Regions from separate parts of the Pan troglodytes genome. Here region 2 is linked to region 1. A link is a contact called in public HiChIP or PLAC-seq data. All regions are on one chromosome and are shown on one strand. The core of a region is the stretch at or near the end of the contact, and the rest is flanking DNA. Distances in the headings are between cores, read along the strand shown. Region 1 holds the start of CASP8 (caspase 8). Region 2 holds the start of STRADB (STE20 related adaptor beta).

Evidence for each region. HiChIP or PLAC-seq counts read pairs in DNA pulled down with a chosen protein or histone mark.
Region 2: an H3K4me3 HiChIP or PLAC-seq map of stem cell-derived excitatory neurons shows a contact between it and region 1, with 7 times the contacts expected there. The contact joins the promoter of STRADB here to the promoter of CASP8 in region 1. A contact is called at or near these places in 1 of 7 Hi-C or Micro-C datasets (stem cell-derived neural progenitor cells) and 1 of 1 datasets of contacts at active chromatin or transcription factors (stem cell-derived excitatory neurons).

What each region holds. Positions count from the first base shown.
Region 1 is chr13:103,264,275-103,267,646 of NHGRI_mPanTro3-v2.0_pri, forward strand. It overlaps CASP8 (caspase 8), which reads left to right and starts at 1,333. Exons shown (of 10, transcript XR_010150205.1): 1 at 1,333-1,492; 2 at 1,886-1,982.
Region 2 is chr13:103,478,419-103,481,728 of NHGRI_mPanTro3-v2.0_pri, forward strand. STRADB (STE20 related adaptor beta) reads left to right here and starts at 1,916. Exons shown (of 12, transcript NM_001280201.1): 1 at 1,916-2,119. TRAK2 (trafficking kinesin protein 2) reads right to left here and starts at 1,787. Exons shown (of 16, transcript NM_001428160.1): 1 at 1,531-1,787.

The DNA of each region.
Region 1 (3,372 bases), core at 83-2,582:
GGAAAGCACACCAGTAATTTGAAAGGGAAAATGTAATATGAAGAATTATTAACTAGTAAAAGAAGGCTAACTGCTAAAGGTACAAGAGCACTCAAGCTGTCTGCAGTCAGCAAGCCCCGGCTGGTGAGCAGAAAGCTGCCCGCTGGGAGGCTGCCAAAGTTCCCTGAAGGTGAGCACCACTGGTTCTACAAGCTGCTGGCAGTCATGGCGTTAAGAGCAGGAAGAGAAGCACCAGAACCCGGAAGAGAAATCCAGTCCTCTGCTAGGCCTTGCACCGTCCCTCTGGCGCCCTCTACTGACAAAGCCAGTAAAATTGTGCCGCTGGCAAAGGAGATCTTTTTATGGGATGTAGCTTGGTGTCACCAAACAGAACAGAGTGGAATTGGAGCTCAGATGCAACACAATGATTGATACTGGCACAGTATACTTACCCTGCTTTTGTAAACAAAATGGTATATGTGATGTCTCTCTTTCTCTCTCTGTATATAAAACAATATTTGTTTCTACTTATTATGTATTTATGTCTTTACTCTGCATGCCAGGAGCTAAGTATTTTGCATGTATTAACTCATTTTGTTCTCATAATAACCTTCACATGCAGGAATCATTATAGCTACTTTATGAATGAGCCGAGGAAGGCACTGAGACGTTAAGTAACTTGCCCAAGGTCACGCAGCTAGTAAGTGGCAGAGCAAGAATTACTATGGCTTTATAAGCCTAGAAAAAAGTCTGAAAGAATCAAAATGTTAACAGCGGGGACCTCAAGGAAGCATTGAAGAGGCCATGGGAGAAGTTTTCACTTTGTAAAAAAATCAGTCCTTCAAATAAATAAATACAGTGAGGCTTCCCCAGAAGCGGATGTCACTATGCTTCCTGTGCAGCCTGTGGAACTGTGAGCCAGTTAAACCTCTTTTCTTTATAAATTATCCAGTCTTAGGTATTTCTTTATAACAGTGCTAGGATGAGCTGATACAGTTTCCTACACTGTAACCTAAGGCAATGCTTTGCACAAAGGGATGAGCCAGATTGCTTAGTAATTAAAATGCAAATACAAACCACAAGCATATCCATTCATGAATTGGGGGGCTGCTTTGTGTGCATAGATAAGGTATATTTTTTAAAAAAATTATTTTTCCAAGAAGAAAATAAACCAGTTAATAAACGACAACTCACAGTGCCAGGAAGTGAGAAACAAGTGTGTGATAAACGGTGGAGAATGGGAGCACTCTCCGCAGTGGGCGGGAGGAGACGGGGAGGGCGTTCCCTGGGGAGTGGCAGTGGTTGGAGCAAAGGTTTGGAGGAGGTAAGTCATGTGCTCTGAGTTTTTGGTTTCTGTTTCACCTTGTGTCTGAGCTGGTCTGAAGGCTGGTTGTTCAGACTGAGCTTCCTGCCTGCCTGTACCCCGCCAACAGCTTCAGAAGAAGGTGACTGGTGGCTGCCTGAGGAATACCAGTGGGCAAGAGAATTAGCATTTCTGGAGCATCTGCTGTCTGTGAGATTAAGCACTATGTATATTGCTTTATTCACTCCCCACAGCAACCTTACCAAGCAGTTCTTTTCCACGTGAAAAGATGGAGGCTGGGTGGAGCAAAAGGAGGTGTTTAGAGTCCTCAGCAAGTGAGAGGCAGAGCTGGGATTTGAATCCAGATCTGCCTGATACTGAAGTCTGGGCCGGTTCCACCTCTCCAGACTGCTTTCCAGGGAGTAGAAGACAGATATTTTACCTTAGCTGGCTGCTTCTAGAAGTCTGACCCTGCTGACTCAAAACGACTTTAGTTCCTTGCCCAGAGGCTGTGGGCTGCGGGTCAAGACATCAGTAGAAGGAGGGCCCAGCCAGAGAGGCTGACATGGGCTTCTACTCACCGTCATTTCTCCTTCCTTCCAGGAGCAGCCCCTGGGTGCGTCCACTTTCTGGGCACGTGAGGTTGGGCCTTGGCCGCCTGAGCCCTTGAGTTGGTCACTTGAACCTTGGGAATATTGAGGTAAGCCTGGAATTTCCAGAGGAGATTTGGGGGAAAGAGAAGTGGTGAACGCTATTACTGTTCCCTATCTAGACACCAGTGGGCCGAGTGGAGCAGATGCCAGTTGGGACCTTCCTGCCCTCTCTTTGGTTATTAATCCATTATTGTTCCCTGTACACTGGTATGAGTGGATGGGGGAAGTATTTAGCCAAGTTTTTGAGACCTGTACTCTGAGCTAAAATGCATTGTCTTCCTATAGTGCGGGACCCCACAACTGTGGAGGAGCCGCAGGGGATACTGGGTAGTACGCAGACATTATGCACTAAACGACAATGGCTCACATAGTGAAAAGTTATTCTTTTTTATTTTTTTTTGAGAGGGAGTCTTGCTCTGTCGCCTAGCCTGGAGTGCAGTGGCGCGATCTCAGCTCACTGCAATCTCCGCCTCCCGGGTTCAGGTGATTCTCGTGTCTCAGCCTCCTGAGTAGCTGGGATTACAGGCACCTGCTTCCATGCCTGGCTAATTTTTTTTTTTTTTTTTTTTTTTTTTTTTTGTATTTTTAGTAGAGATGGGGGGGGTCTCACCATGTTGGCCAGGCTGGTCTCAAACTTCTGGCCCCAAGTGATCTACCCACCTTGGCCTCCCAAAGTGCTGGGATTACAGGCGTGAGCCACTGCACCCGGCTGATTTCACATTTTTAGATAATATGACCACATTATAAAAATTTTTGTATTTTTATATAATGTGACCACTAGATGAAAGCAATATACTTAGGATTTTATTTCTTGGTTAAGTTCCTACTTATTATGAATTTACTCTGCATGCCAGGAGTTCTAAGAATTTGCATGTATTAACTCTTTTGATTCTCATAATAACCTTCACATGCAGGAGTCACTATTACAGTGACTGTATGAATGAGGAAAGAAAGGCACTAACATAATTGATTTTATGTTACTTAGGTCAAGATTTTATGTTATTTAGGTCAAGGTTAATTGTGTTGTTCAAATCTTGTATAACTCTACCGCTTGTCTGTCTTTCTTACCCATTATCGAGAAGGGAACATAAAAATCTTACACTATGACTGTAGATTGTCAATTTCTCATTTTAAATTAGGATCATTTTTCCTTTATGTCTGCCTTATGTGATATTAGTATAATGATATCAGTTGGTACATCTTTTTCCATCCTTATACTTTCAGTGTTTCGGTGTTCTTATACTTGAAATGTGTCTGCCGTAAGTGGTGTATTGTTCAAGTTTTTCTTTTATTATAGAAAAATGTATTCTGGAAGGTACTTTTCTTAAAATTACAGTATTTAGTCCATTTTCATTTAATGTAATTGTCAATATAATTGGGCTAAAATCTACTATATTTCCAGTTGTTTTTTATTTGTGACGTCAATTCAGTTTTCTC
Region 2 (3,310 bases), core at 666-3,165, 210 kb after region 1:
TAGTACAGACGGGGTTTCACCATATTGGCCAGGCTGGTGTATTTCCTTTCAGTAGAGACGGGTTTCTCCATGTTGGTCAGGCTGTTCTTGAACTCTCAACCTCAGGAGATCCGTCCTCCTTGGCCTCCCAAAGTGCTGGGATTACAGGAGTGAGCCACAGCGCCCGGCCAAATGTTGGTTCTTTCTAACAAACCTCTTCCATCATATGAATAAGTGTGTAAGATAACAAAACACTGTCTTTCACATGGTATGTGCTTGCTAAATGTCTGAGACTTGCTGGACATTACTTAATTTTAAAAATAGAAAACTGGAGCTGGTTGTGGCGGCTCACGTCTGTAATCCCAGCACTTTGGGAGGCCAAAGCGGGTGGATCATGAGGTCAAGAGATCGAGACCATCCTGGCCAACATGGTGAAACCCCATCTCTACTAAAAACACAAAAATTAGCTGGGCGTGGTGGTGCGCGCCTGTAGTCCTAGCTACTCTGCAGGCTGAGGCAGGAGAATCGCTTGAATCCGGGAGGCGGAGGTTGCAGTGAGCCGAGACCACCCCACTGCACTCCAGCCTGGCGACAGAGCGAGACTCTGTCTTAAAAAAAAAAAAAAAGAAAGAAAGTTGGAATAACTGCTGGGATGATAAAATGTCTTCATCCCTGACCTTTCTCACCTCCAAATGTCCTTCACAATTTGTTTTTAAGTGTCATGTCACCACCATTAACGTGCTATTTGGAGACTACTGTACCTCAGACTTCCAAGTCAACAGCAAAGATCTAAACGTCGGGAAGATTTACGGAGACCAAGAACTGAAAGTGTTCCTTTTGTTCCTATGGTCCATTCCATCAACTTGATGAATTTCCGTGAAGTTACTTGTTTTTTTTTTCTGACGTAGAAACAGCAGGTCTAAGCAAAAGGTGCATGAGCAAGAGCAAGTAACTGAACTTATCCCTATTATTATGACGCAGATTTTTTTTTAAGTTGAAATTCAATTTTTGGGCTGCTACTAAAAAGGACATGTGCGAATATCTATTATTTACGCTTCAAACTAAAGTCAGCCGTTTTTCTTTTTCAAGATATGTGGCATCTGGCTCAAAATCAATTGCAAGAAAAGCCCAACTCTATTTGACCCAGAAAGAGCTCTTTCCAATACCCTTTCCTCCCACTTACATCACAGATGGCGACTGAAGCTTAAGGTTTAATGCCCGACCCTAAAGCCACTCATCCTAAAAGACAGGGCTCCAGATGGATGCTGTATGGCAGAGGATAAGGCGCTATGAGAAGCTGCCAAGCCTCAGATGTGCAGCTGGGCTGAATCCCGACGCCAGCGCCTAGCGCCCATTACTTTGCACCCACACTTAGGAAACAACCCACTCCTCACCGCGGGACCCGGACCCAGCCCTCCAGCACCCAGCCTCCTGCTCCGACGTCCGCGCGTGACCTCCGGGTACCGGAGGACCTTGGGACGAGGAGGTCCCTCCGCTTTCCGGGGAAGTTGTCAAGGGCAAGTTCGGGTTGTGCGCGGATAGCTTACTCACTGGAGTGGTTCGGCATCCTCTGTCGTCCGCCCGCGCTTCCTCAGGAAGCCCCTAATGAAGCGGCAGCCTGAAAGCAGCAGCCGAAGCTGCTGCCGCTGCTCCCACTGCCAGCAACCGCCCGGGCGTGGCAGGGACAGGCGGGCGACTTCACAACATCATCACTCGGCGACCTCGGTTCTGCGGCGACACCGGGTCAATGGCAGCCCCCACACAATTGGGGAAGCCAAAGGAGACCCACTCTCCCAGAGGCCTCCACGGCCCCAGCGCAAGACCTGCTGGGAATTGTAGTTTCCTTCCCGCCCCGCCTCAAGCTCGAAGGCCCCGCCTTCTCGCTGCCCAGCCCCGGGGAGGGAGGCGGGGCCGCGACCCCGGCGCGGGTGGGGCGAATGCGTTCCCAGCGGGTAGCCTGGGGCTGGGGCACAGTTGCAAGCCCACGGCCCCGGTCGCGGCCTCGCCGCCCTCCCGCGCCCCGCGCCGGGAGCGGGCCTAGAGCGCTCGCCTCGCCCTTCCGCGAGCAGGGCTCTGGCGCCCGCCCCTGTCCGCACCGCTGGCAGCCTGAAGAGAGTCGCTGGCCGTGGTCGCCGCTAGGGTAAAGACGGGAGGCAGGCCCGGGAAGGGAAGGTGTCGGGGCCGGTGGGGGACGTGAGGGAGTGAGCCTTGGTCCGCGCACGCCCGGGAAGCCCGAGGCCAGAACGCGCTAGCCCACCTCCAGCCCGAGCACCGGCGGCTGGCGGAGCCGTGGCAAGAATGCGGCCCGAAGTGGCGAGCGGCCACTGCGCCAGTGCTGCTCGGGCTCAGCGGGGCCCGGGCCGCGGGTTCTCAGCCCGCCCAGTGGTGCCTGCCGGGTTGGCCGTGCCGGCCGTGCCAGGTGCGCGGGGCCCAGGCCGCCCGGGCGCCCTCTCCCCGCACCCTCACCTTTGGCCGCGCTCTCGGGCTTGGGGAGTTGCCATATCGAAGACACCCTCAGACCCCAGCTCTATCTGCCGCCTTCTGCAAGTTCGCTGCAAAGTCCCCCATAGCAGGACTAGGAAGGAACCTTTTACAAAATTAAATACTCGAGTGTCGTTTTGTCTTCGGTTTTTCAATTCAACGCTGTGTTTTTCCCTGCTGGGTCTTTGTCAAGTACCTTTTCCCCAAAACTTGATAAGGATGTGTAACACGGCGCCTGCCTAGCACGGTGCCTGGCACACAGTAGGCGCTCAGTAAAGATTTGTTGAACGCATGAGTCACTAAGCTTGGAAAATTCTCCTGAGCTGTGCGTCGCTATGATCTTTGTTAAGATTTTATGGGTTCCCAAGATCACTTTGAAAATTACAGTAATTTTAAAGCTCAACAAAGAGTTACATCGGGTCATTTTTGCATTCCCTGTAACAGTGGCCTCTGTTGAATGCCTAAATTAACTCAAAACCCGTGTTCTGTAAGAAGATGCGCCCTTTGGTTTCTACAGAAAGTGTTAATCTTTCAGATCAAAGTCTTCACATGAACCATTCTATTATGGAACAAACTGAAATTACTTATAAAGCTTTATCGTAATTAGCGTTTTAGATACAAGTGCAAGGGACTGCACTGATGTACTTGTGAATACGAAATATAGGTCTCTTAAATATGACTTTTTTTAAGAAAGGGTTTATATTCATATCTCGTGAAAGAGCATGCCGGAGAAAATTATAATAACAGCAAATCCCCCACCCCCACCCCTTTGCTGGGTGCAGCTGCTGCCTTGACCTCAAAATGTCTTGTAAAATTATCTCTTAATAGTCTGGTGTATCTAAGGCAAAAA